Regions from separate parts of the Macaca mulatta genome. Here region 1 is linked to region 2. A link is a contact called in public Hi-C data. All regions are on one chromosome and are shown on one strand. Each heading gives the region's core, a stretch centred on a gene start, on an enhancer-like site or on the middle of the called end of the contact. The rest is flanking DNA. Distances are from core to core; before and after follow the strand shown.

The links. Hi-C and Micro-C count contacts between places; a contact is called where the count stands out from the background.
Region 1: a Hi-C map of CD4 T cells shows a contact between it and region 2, with 2.8 times the contacts expected there. The contact joins the promoter of VGLL4 here to the enhancer-like site in region 2. A contact is called at or near these places in 6 of 14 Hi-C or Micro-C datasets (CD4 T cells, blood, cortical neurons and 3 more).

The regions. Positions count from the first base shown.
Region 1 is chr2:150,480,303-150,486,008 of T2T-MMU8v2.0, forward strand. It overlaps VGLL4 (vestigial like family member 4), which reads right to left and starts at 1,660. Exons shown (of 5, transcript NM_001194848.3): 1 at 1,186-1,660. The coding sequence starts at 1,267.
Region 2 is chr2:150,394,049-150,399,835 of T2T-MMU8v2.0, forward strand. It overlaps VGLL4 (vestigial like family member 4), which reads right to left. Exons shown (of 5, transcript NM_001194848.3): 4 at 3,857-3,980; 5 at 591-3,366. The coding sequence ends at 3,095. It overlaps LOC144339281 (a long non-coding RNA gene), which reads right to left. Exons shown (of 2, transcript XR_013414175.1): 1 at 5,350-5,787; 2 at 4,102-5,280. It also overlaps a transcript of ATG7 not described here. Among named protein-coding and RNA genes, the nearest start is that of VGLL4, 85 kb to the right of the region's middle. Within about 2 kb of position 2,738, at least 4 of the 40 cell types and tissues checked have an H3K27ac peak or open chromatin away from gene starts, as enhancers often do. A contact at or near this core is called in CD4 T cells, where this site is marked.

The DNA of each region.
Region 1 (5,706 bases), core at 410-2,909, 85 kb after region 2:
GAAACGTTAAATATGAGATCCTTATCCATAGAGTTTTAAAAAACAACACGAATGAGGGTTTTTTTTTTTCCTTGAAGGGGAAAAATATTCTTGAAAGGGTAAGTTTTCAACTGATTAGGAAACAGGCCTGAAGTTTTTAGACTAAAAATTACAAGTGAATTACCCTCCCAAGTTTTTGTAACTGTTTTCTTTTTCAAGAGAAATGTCCCGTGTATCATTGGAGAAAAAATGGAAACTGCTTCTGCTGAATGAGAAAGAGAAGAGTCCCGGATGTGTGTGTGGTTACAACAAAAAATACACTTCCTGCCAGGCCGAACTCCCCCGGAGATGCCTCTCGGCGGCAGACCCAGGCCATTGCCACTTTTTCAAATCGCACGTAGAGGATGTTCCAACCGCTTAAGAAATTGATTTTTCTCTTACTGCTACCAGAGACAGCTTGAAATACAAGACAGTGGGGGAAGCACCTCGCGGGCAGTAGGAGGTAATAAATTAGAATTGAGCGCGGCTTTCTCTTTTTCAGGGCAGGCTGGGGGTCGGGGTGTTGTGTAATCGCTCCCACAGGGAGCAGAGCGCGAGGAACACCCCCCAATGTCAGCGCTCCCCGGGCTGCACAGGAAGCGCCAGCGAGACAAAGAGCCGGCCTGTGCTCGCTGACACGGTGCCCTTCCAGCCCCACGCGGGAGAGCGACATTCTCCGCTGTTTGGGACACTCACTCGCGAGCACAGAAACTCGCTGTAACTTTGGCTCCCCCTCCGTGAGCTGCAGGGCGCTGTGGCCCACAACGGGGTACAGTAGACGGTGCAATCCTTACCAGCCCCTCCCCCAAACAGAGGCTCAACTTTTACCGGCGTCCTACAAGTCCTTCCCCTAAAGACAACATTAACGGAAATCAAAAAGACATACATTTTAAAGAGTTAAAAATGTAAGGCGCGAGTACGTTGCAAGCATAAAACAAACTTTGAAGGGTTTCTACTTCACCGCCTCCCCGTCCAGCCCCCTCCACCGCCCCCCGCAGCCTGAGATTCGAACACACTCGGTGCCGAACCGAATCTAAGAAACGCCGGCCTTTCAAGCGCCCTACAGCCCCGAGAAGGACAGCAGGGCTTAGAAGGCAGGCACCCAGCACACTGAGGAGGAGTGGCCGGGAAGAGCAACGGGCAGTAATTCTACAGCAGGACATCTACCTTCATAGCACAGAATGCCGATATTGTTGTTCATCTTGTCCAAGTACTGATAGTTCAACAGGTCCATCTTCATAAATAGCATTTATTGGGCTAGCAAAGAAAACCAGCTCTTTGCTTTCGCCCCAAAAGAGTTAAGTTTCAAAAATGAATCCTGGCTCTTCAACTTCACAAAGGCAGAGGCCCAGCCTCAGACTATGAAAACAAAGTATGCAAAAGTTTAAAAAAAAAAAAAACCCAGGCACAAAAAATCGAGCTCACACGAAACCCTTCAAGGGCTTACTGGTAGACGGTGTATGTACTGTATCCCCGATCGAGTATGAAAAGAGCGTTTCAGAAGTCCTTACAAGTCCTTCCTGGAAATGGAAAAGAGTGAAAAAGAGAAACGCGCAGCCCGTTTCCTAGGACAAAGCGGCGCCGGCCCCGCTCACAGCCCGCTGCAAGCCGGCAGCGCTGACATGCGGGCTATGCTTGGCATGACTCCTATGCGGCCGCTTCCTCTTCCCGCAGGAGGCCGAGCATGCTCACTGCGCCGCGCGGCAGAGGCAGGGAGGGCTTCTGCACAGGATCAGCCTCTCAATGTAGCAAGTGTTGGAAAGAAAGAGAAAGGGGAGGGGGAGAGACTCTAGAGACGGGGCCTTGGCAGAGTGGCTCTTGACAGGAAGCAGCCCGGCCGCTGCAAAACCGTAGGAGGAAAAAAGAAAACCCAGGAAGTTTCTTTTTCAGGAGCTGAGTACAAAGTAAAAAATTCATCATGGAAGCAAACTTCCATGGAATGCAACTTTCGTGAAATTTCACGTTGGGGCTTCAGAAACCCGAAGTGCTAGTGATGCATAAGCCATATATATACAGTTTCTTTGTTTCTTTTAAAGATTGTTTTATAAAGTCCATTTACACTTTAGCTGGATATTTAAATTTCTTATGTTAACGTTACATATAACTTTTTCCATAATCCCCATAACAACTGAGATGGACAGGGCAGGGAGGGTATCACCCTTTCACAGCAGAGGAAACTGAGGTTCAGATGGATTAAATGACTGGCCTACAGCCCCCAAAATAGTTGACAGAACTACTTTTAAAGTGTTTTTTCCCTCCTAATGTTATAACTTTATTAAAAAAAACAAAAAACAAAAAAACGAGGGGGCTGGGTGCAGTGGTTCACACCTGTAATCCCAGTCGAAGCAGGCAGATCACTTGAGGTCAGGAGTTCGAGACCAGCCTGGCCAGCATGGTGAAACCCCGTCTCTGCTAAAAATACAAAAATTAGCCTGGCGTAGTAGTGCGCACCTGTAATCCCAGCTACTCAGGAGGCTGAGGTGGGAGAATTGTTTGAACCTGGGAGGAGGAGGATGCAGTGAGCCAAGATCGTGCCACGGCACTCCAGCCTGGGCAACGGTGTGAGACAAGGAGGGGAGAAGAGGTGGAAGAGTGTTTAAGCAAATAAGGCTATAATATCAAAAATTGAAAATGTACTTCAAATTATAGAAGGAAAGGGTAAAATTATTTTCATTTGGCATGTATGACACCCACCTGTGTATAAGAAGCTAGTGGCATGCAGCTGTACTATTTGCTATTGTTAGGACCCGGGGCTTAAACTTTCATTACCCAGTGCCTAGCACAACCAAGTTTAGGTGCCCAGAAACTGTTTACTTAATGAGTGAACCACTGAATGTTCAGTTTTCAGCACATGAAGAATATGTTAACAAAATAGAAAAAAAAACTCTAAATGTTTGAATGAATATTCTAAAAATATATTTTCAATATTCTAAAATAATATTTGAATAAATAATTTGAAGGAGTTATATGTTAAAAATCCAGCAATAGTTGCATTGGATTTATTAGGCGTACTCATGGCAAGGTGTTCTAATGAAATCCTACTTGGGAGTCCGGATGCGGTGGCTCATGCCTGTAATCCCAGCACTTTGGGAGGCTCAGACCGGCAGATTGCTTGAGGTCAGGAGTTTGAGAACAGCCTGGCCAACATGGTGAAACCCTGTCTCTACTAAAAATACAAAAATTAGCCGGGCGTAGTGACATGTGCCTGTAATCCCAGCTACTCGGGAGGCTGAGGCAGGAGAATTGTTTGAACCAGGGAGGCAGAGGCTGCAGTGAGCCAAGATTGTGCCACTGCACTCCAGCCTGGGTGACAGAACAAGACTCCGTCTCAAAAAAAAAAAAAAAACTTATTTGGAAATTCATATGACATCCAAATACTGTTGCCGTCATTGCTCCAACAGTAATCACTGGGGTGACATCAGGGGAAGTAAGTAAAAGGGGAATCAAGATTTCACAAGCTTTCATTTATAAGAATATTTATTGATGCTATATTACATGTAATATGCTATAGTGAAAGATATGTATCCTATCAATTGTAATTAAAATACTTAATGGTATTTGGTGGGGAGGATTTAAGAAAACTTAAAACTCATAACATCCAGTATACACAAGATCATTGCACTGAAAACAAACAATATCAGGTATCAGATTTAAATTCAACTGATAGTTTTGGAGTACTCTTACTGTGCTATGTTTTTACATAAATTCTCAATCAGAAAACTTTATCCATCATTAGAATATCCCACATGGGAGAGAGGTGACTGCACATTAGAACCGGGGGGAGCTTTTAAAAATCTTGATACTGAGGTTGCAACCCAAACTCATCTGAGGGGGTGGGAACCAGCAGCATTAGCTTCTAAAGTCCCAGGTGATTCCAATATGCAGTCAAGGTTGAGAACCATTGCTTTCATCTGGGAAGGAAAAAAAAACAAAACCCTGCCTTAAGATATTTTGTTTTATTCACTTATTTTGACATGAAGAGGTTTTTTTTTTTTTTTAATAGTGATTTAAGCACATGATTCAAACAATACCATTGTAGAAAATGAATCAAATATTTGGTAACTTCCCTTTAGTGACTCAGCATCATTTACAATAGCAGTTCTCAGGCTCCAGGTGGCAACCATTTTCATGGACACTGTCTCACAGCTCTACCTTGACTGTTGTAATATTCCCAGCCAACAGCCACCACGTCTTTCCCGCTGATCCGGGAGGCTAGCACGGTGCTACCCAAGTGTGATCCAGAGGGGTTCGAGCACCAGGTGTTCCTAGTCCCCAAAAGCTAGATACAGAAACTAAGAATGAACATTTAAAACTTCTATAGCAATTTGACAGACTAATTTTATGTCTCTCTAATCTTAATATTAAAGCAATTAGAGGGCTGTAGTTTTCAGTTATTTTCTAATTATTGCATTACATTTTATAAACTATCAGTCTGCAACAAAGTCTTGGGGGAAAATAAAACAAACCTGGTTTCACAGAGAAGCTTGTGCTCCAGAGGGGCCAGCTACAATAGCCAGCCTCTGCAGGCTGGGAGCGCCTCCTGGACCGACTCTAGGCCTTTCCATCCCAGCCCCTGACAACTTTCACCTTAGTTTCAAGCACACTGGATGACCTGCAGTTAGTTATTCCACAAATCACATCAGTTCGCTTCTCAGTGTGCAAGACGCCTCTTCTTTCCCAGCCTGTCTGCTCAGCAAACATCCTCTCTTCCTTGAGACTTGTCAGAAAGCCCCTCCTGTCCTGTGAAACCTCCCTGGGACCCTGTCCTACCATCTCCTCACACGCTACTCCAAGCTATCCTTTTACAGGATAAGTAGTCCTTATCCAAAATACCTGGACCATAAGTGTTTTGGATTTCAGACCTTCTTGGTTTTTGGAATATTTGCATTATACTTACCAGTTGAGCATCTCTAATCAGACTTTTAAAGTCTGAAATCTGAAATTCTCCAATATGAGAGTTTCACTTGAATGTTGTACCAGCACTCAAAACTGTGCGGATTTTGGAGCATTTTTCATTTCAGATTTTTGGATTAGGATGCTCAACCCGCACCTTATATGTGCTTCGTTCCTAGCCAAGTCCAGACCTTCGGAGCAAGGACTATGCCTTCCTCACCTTTTCAAGGTCAATCTGGCAGAAGCCTGGCACGTGGTAGGCCATCAATAAATACCAGCTGAATACAATCAAACATCTAAAAGGCAGATTCTTCATTTCGCCATCGCTACTTCCAGCACACACTGGATTATCTTACTCGATGTCATTAGGTGGCTGTCAGCATCTCTTGGAGACCACAGGTCATTGCCTTTAAGAAACACCATGTAGATTCTGATTGTACTTCAGGGTACAATCAACTCATCCATTAAAAAAAAAAAAAACCCAAATACTAAAAAATATCAATCCTTCTCAGATTCATTCATAGGCTAATATATTTATAATTAAAGTACCAACAGGATAGTTTTGTAGGGAATTGGAAATATGGGTCTAAATTTTATCCACACACACAAATGAGATGGGAAAAGCTATTTCTTTTTTTAAGAATGAATACGTTTGATTTACCAAATATTTAAAACATAAAGCAAAGAACATTTTTGGAGCGTTACTGGGTACAGACTAGGTAGGAACAGACAGATACTGTGTATATAGGAATCAGAAATCCAGGTCAATGGGGGAAGAAGTGGATTACAAAACAA
Region 2 (5,787 bases), core at 1,488-3,987:
GCTGCCTTGAGCTGGGGGAAGAGCCCGGGGCAGATCCTGGCAGCTGCCTGGTGAGGTGGAGTCCTCCCTGCCTTTATGAGCACGCCAGGCCCAGAAAGGCGAAGCCTGGGCTGCCTTCCTGGCCCAGCTGAGGGGAGGGGTCAGACAGCGGTAACTCAGGCCAGAGCTGGTGTTCCTCTTTCTTCTGGGTGTGTGCAGCTGTGAGGCCCCAAGAGCAGGGGTTGGAAACCCAGGAGAGGCCACGGCCTGGGTACCTCTGACCACCCTGCCCCATGTAGAAGGCATCATCCCTGGAATGCTGTAGGAACCAGAGGCACTCTTCCTGCTATTTTATTCTTTCAGCTTTCGTCTTAGGCCCAAAAGCAAAGTGAAAATTTGAGTCTGGGCTGACCCTTAACAACAGCAGGATTTAGTAGGGTAGATTTCAAATGAGGCGTCTCCCAAAGTAGCCAGTCCAAGTTCCGGTGGCTGTCGTTCAGCTCATGGGGGCTTCATGGGGACACAGCCGGCACAGGTGCAGGGCCCAAGTCCGCCCACCCAGCCTGGCGCTGAAACTCACTCGGGGGCTGAAGAGCCACACGTACACTATGTGGTTTAAGAGCACTTTATTATTGTTCTTAAGGCTACTTTTAAGTACAAAAAAAAGATGGCCTGCCAAACCTTTTTTTCTTCTTCCAGGAAAAACAGGCCACAGAGAATGGTATATTACAGATTTACACACGGAGAGACGCTCAGAGCGCACTGCAGGCGGCGTGGCTCTGGCAAGAACTTCACGGGGCCCTTCTTAGAGCGGGGAAGGGGGCTCTTTCTCAGTGAAATGTTTGGTTTTCTGCTGCCCCCTCTGCCCAAGGCCCCCTCCAGGGTACTGCCTATCCCAGATAGGTCAGTGCACCAGGGGACCGGCCACCAGCACCGCCGACCCTCCCAGAGTGACGCCCTTGTTCACTGACAGAGAGACCTGTCCCAGGAGTGTCCTCCACCGAGCCGGTCAGCAGTGGGTTGTTTTCCTGTTACGACGCTCAGTAGCCTGTAGCAATAACAAACTAGTGGCTATGAATGCAGATGCAGTGTTCTCATAGAATAACTGTGTTCCTGCACTTTTACAGACAAATCTACGACAAAAAAAAAGATCAACTTTTTTTTTTCCCAAACAACAACAAAAAATGAATGATTACAATAGGAAAGGGAAAAATTAAATAGCTACATATCATTAACAAATTAATGTTCTTCCAAAAATACCTACAAATTTCTCTGTACATTCTTTACGCACAGCGTAATGATGGTCTTAAAATTACCTATATAAAAAAAGTGTTCTCAACGATTTTTCCTACAGAAAATATAGGGGCCTGAATGCCAAAGCTTGGAAGCCCAGTAGAGTGGGAGTGAAATGTGTGCGGGGCAAGGAGAAGGGCTTTTCTTTCCTCCACTTTTCAAAGGCCTGCAGCCACCCTGTGACTACAAGAGCCAGTCCTCCGACCTTTTCACCCAGTGCCAATTTCCAAAATTCAACAGCCAAACTGTAAAACCAGAGGTCGTGCAGTGTGCAGAGTCCACAAAGCCTTGCAGGTGAGGTGACCACACCCATGTCACCCGGTCAGGTGCCATCGTCGTGAGCCTCTGCTGGGCCAGGCGGAACACAGCACACCCCAGGCGGAGGGGACAGAAACGCTCATTGACCAAAAAGGAGCAGCTGTGACCTCCACAGCTGTGTCTGTCATGCTTGCTTCATCTAATTTCTAGTTAGTAGCTATTAATATAGCAAATAATAAAATGCAGTAATAACAGTATAAAGTCAGAGGAATGTATACTGCCTTGGCCCCAGCGTACGAGGAAGCGTATAAAACACCGTATCACAGATTGTCAGTAATCTGCTGTTCAGCCAAGAGAGTTCAAAGGGAGCAGTTTCTGCATGTAGGGAAGCTGGAAGACACAAACCCCACCTCCCCTGGGAGCTTGTAACAAAGCAGACGGGGATGCAAAAATGCTGTCAGCCGGCAGCAAAACTCCAGCATCCCACACCGCAGCTGACCCACTGCTCATCACGAGGGCCTGCCAGGAGCTGGCCTCCCGCACTGCTTGTGAGTAAAGTGAATATCAAATACAAATCTTAGAGTACAACTGTACCAGCAGTAAGTATATCTAGGACTGTAACTGACAAAAATAAACTAATTCTGAAAAGAAGATAGTAAGTATTAAGGTTTTTGTTTACTGTCTATATAATTAATAGAAACCAGCTATTTTTTCTCCATTAAAACATGCATCACGTTTAAAGCACTATGGAATCCTCCAACCTCAGCTCTAGTCTAACAAACTGCAGTGTTCAGAGAAGGTAAAATGCCCGTGATTGGTAGAGTCTGCAGTCCAGTTGCAAGCACCTGAAATCTAGAGAGAGAAAGACCTATAACCTGTATGAGACTTCCCCTTCCAAAGCTGTATTGTCTAGATTAAAAAAAAAACAAAAACAGTAACAACAACAAACACACAAATGGTCAGAAATGTCATCCTTAAACCCTTTGTTTTTCAGCAGTTTGCCCTCAGAGTTCTGGCATCACACATAAAGTTGTCAGGCAACTTTAGTCCTCCTCCAATAGTGCAAATCAGACACGACAGTTCTCTTCAAGTATACACACGCACAACGCACACACACGGACCGAACCAAACACGCCGTGGAAGCTGAGCCACACACACCCCGGTCTCAAGAAGCAAAGGAAAAAGCACAAAGCGTCTGAGTCACCAATTCATCATGGCTTGTGACTGAGAAAGCGCTGTGGAGTCCTGGCCCCGTCGGGGCGGCAGACCTGCATCAGAGGTTTCTTTGGTAACTGAGGCAGGAAGTAAGGATGCTACATTAGACAGATGTTCCACACGTAGTTCCTGCTATCATGTTTGAGGGCCCCCTTGTACGGATACCAAGCAAGTACAAAAACAGAACAAAAATCCCAACAACATGGTTTTTGCAAATAAACCATCCCTTCCCTTCCCCCCACCCCACCCCCATGATTTTTTTTTTTTTTTTTTTTTTTTTTAAAGTACTGACTGTTCAAAGCTCAGGCAAACCATGCAGATCCACGTGTTGTTGGAGGAGGCACTCCCTTCAGGAGACCACAGACGGGGAGTGACTGTGGCTGACCATGTGGGCAGAGGGGCTGGCGGACTGGCCCCTGCGAGAGGCGGACTCAGGGCTGCTGGACGCTCCGTCCTTGGCCGCTTTGATCTGGAGCCACGTGTCACCCAGAGCTTTGGCAAAGTGGTCGTCCACGGAGCCCGTGATGGACACAGAGTTGGGTGCTGGCTCGGGCTCCTTGTAATTCTTGCCCAGGCTCCTACGGAAATGCTCCTCCACCACGGGGTCACAGGTGGTGGCGGCTGTAGGCAAGCAGGAAGGCAGTCAGACACAGGTGGCCGCAGACAGGCACGGGTGCAGCCCCCTCCCTCGGGCAGCCCAGAGCTGGACTGGCTGCCACAGTCAGTGTGGGCTCTGCAAACAGAACCCACCTCCCCCGGCTAAGTGAGGCGCTTGGGCAGGTCACTCCTCTGTAAAATGGTGATGCACCGACTGCACTGGGCCAGAGTCCGAGTTCAGAAAGAGAACGTGGCATTCAATTTAACAGTAGCTGCTGCCCTCCCTGAACTAGGGCATGAGATCCTGGAATTGAGGGGGCAGCGTGTTTCTCATGCCCTTCCCACCCAAGCCACACACAACGCTAGGTGCACACTGGACGTGCTCAAAAAATACTTTTTCAACCTCAGCAATAGATGGGCTCAGGGGCGAGGGGTTTCAACCAACAGCATGACAGAGAAGGGCTCTGCTGCTACTAGCACAGCTGTGACAGGTGAGGAGGCCCGGGACACTCACCGCTTGGTGGCCTCCGGTAGCTGGCAGGCCCGGGCGCGGCACAGCCGCTGTGCGCGATGGGGCAGTGCGAGAGGTTGCAGTTGCGGGCGCCAGCCGAGGCACAGGTGATCACGGAGGGCCGGTTCTGCGGGGAAGAGGGGTGTCAGTGTGTGGAGACCCGCCTCAGTACCGGGCACCGCCCCTGGGGCCCTCCCCAGCACCCTTCAGGCTCTGTTCTGGAGCCCTTCCTGACCCCGTGTGCCACCTCCCACTTCAACACTGGAGTCCTGTTGCTAAACACGGCCAATCCACAGAGTGAGTGCAGCTCCAAGGGTGTGTGTAGTGGCCCTTGGTCGTGGCTGTTTGGATCAGTGACAGTACAAAGGACAAAAGCTCAACTGTTGAGTTGGTCTGTCCCCCTCTCTCAGATCTGTTGAGACAAACACCGAGCATCCTGTGGAGGGCAGAGGGTTGCAGGAGGGACCTCACTTCTCCCGGTAACGTCCCCAGAGCCCTTCCCATTGTGTCCACTGAGCCGCGGGTGTGCCTGGAGCCATCCAGGACACTTCAATACATGGCAATTAACTGGAAGCATTTTGCTGGAGCCAAAGCCAGCTCGAGTTGGCTTCAGTGATGACCTACAAATCAGGACAGAGAGGAAATGGAGGAAATACGCCTGAGTGTAGAACGGTACACGTCCCACCCCAGCCGGATCTGCCTTGCACACAGACTCACTCTCCTTCCCTGCCACTCCTACGCTGTCTGCCTGGCAGACTCCCCTTGTTCCTTCAAGCCCTGTTCGGATCTCTCTGTGAAGCCTTTCACTGGCTGCCCCCCGCTTCACTCCTGCTCCCCCAACCCACTAAGATTCAGCACGTGCATCGGTCTGTCCAGGTGCTCCTGTAAGACCACGCACACCAGGCAGTATGTCTGGCCCCCCAGCTCTAGGTGCAGAACCTCGGACAGAAAATATGTGTGAACTAAACAGAACTTCCTCAGGTTCCCCCAGGAAAAGTATCTTGCAATATCCCTGAGGACAAGGTGGTGGAGTATGTGGGCTGAGTTCCAGGACAGCCAGTGAGGAGCTGGTTGAAATCACCCCACAGGGACCAAGGGTGACAGTAGTGTCAGCCAGAGGGATGCTGAGCTTTGTCCTTCCCAGCCAGCCCTTTCCATTCAAGTCAGAGCAATAGCTGGTATAAAGACACAAAAGGCTTGCCTGCCAGACCTTCTCATGATAGAAAGTGATTGGGAATGGCGAAAATGGATTCTAGGATGAAAATGTGGATCCACAAGGATGAACTGGGATTAAACATAAGGGGCTGTACTTGGGTCTAACAAGAAATGACACACGCCAGGGTAGAGGGAGACGTGGCTTAGCAGCAGCAGACAAACCAAGAATTCAGGGTTTCTGAGTGGCGCAATACTTCCACAGTGGGACAGAGCTGCCCAGAGTTCGTGTCGCCTCCGTGGTGTGCACAGGTGGCAGCGCAGAGAACCTGGGCAGGTGGAGCTGGGCTGAATGTCCACGCTCTGCCTGTGGACAGGGCCTCAGGCGAGGGTCTTCACAGTGCTGAGCAGACAGGGTCGGAAAGGGGGTTGGGGACCGACAGATGGGGCCTGGAGCAGATCTCACACTGGCTGACCACAGAGGTCAAGCAGCAGCAAGAGAGCAAGATACCAAGACCTGGACATGCGCAGAGCCAGGAGGGAGGAGGGCCTGCCCCGTCCAGCTCTCAGTGAGATGGCCAGGCCCTTCCCAAGCCTGGCTGGACCCATGACCTTGGGCTCAAGGAGACCCCCCAGGATCCTCCCAATAAAACTCCCTTTTGTGCTCAGCCGGCTTGTGCTTTGCAGCGAGCATGTCCTGAGCCACGCAGATGTGGGCAACTGGGGAGACGTTTCAAGCACGGGGAGGGGAATCAAGGAAGAGGAAGAAATGAGCTCGCTGT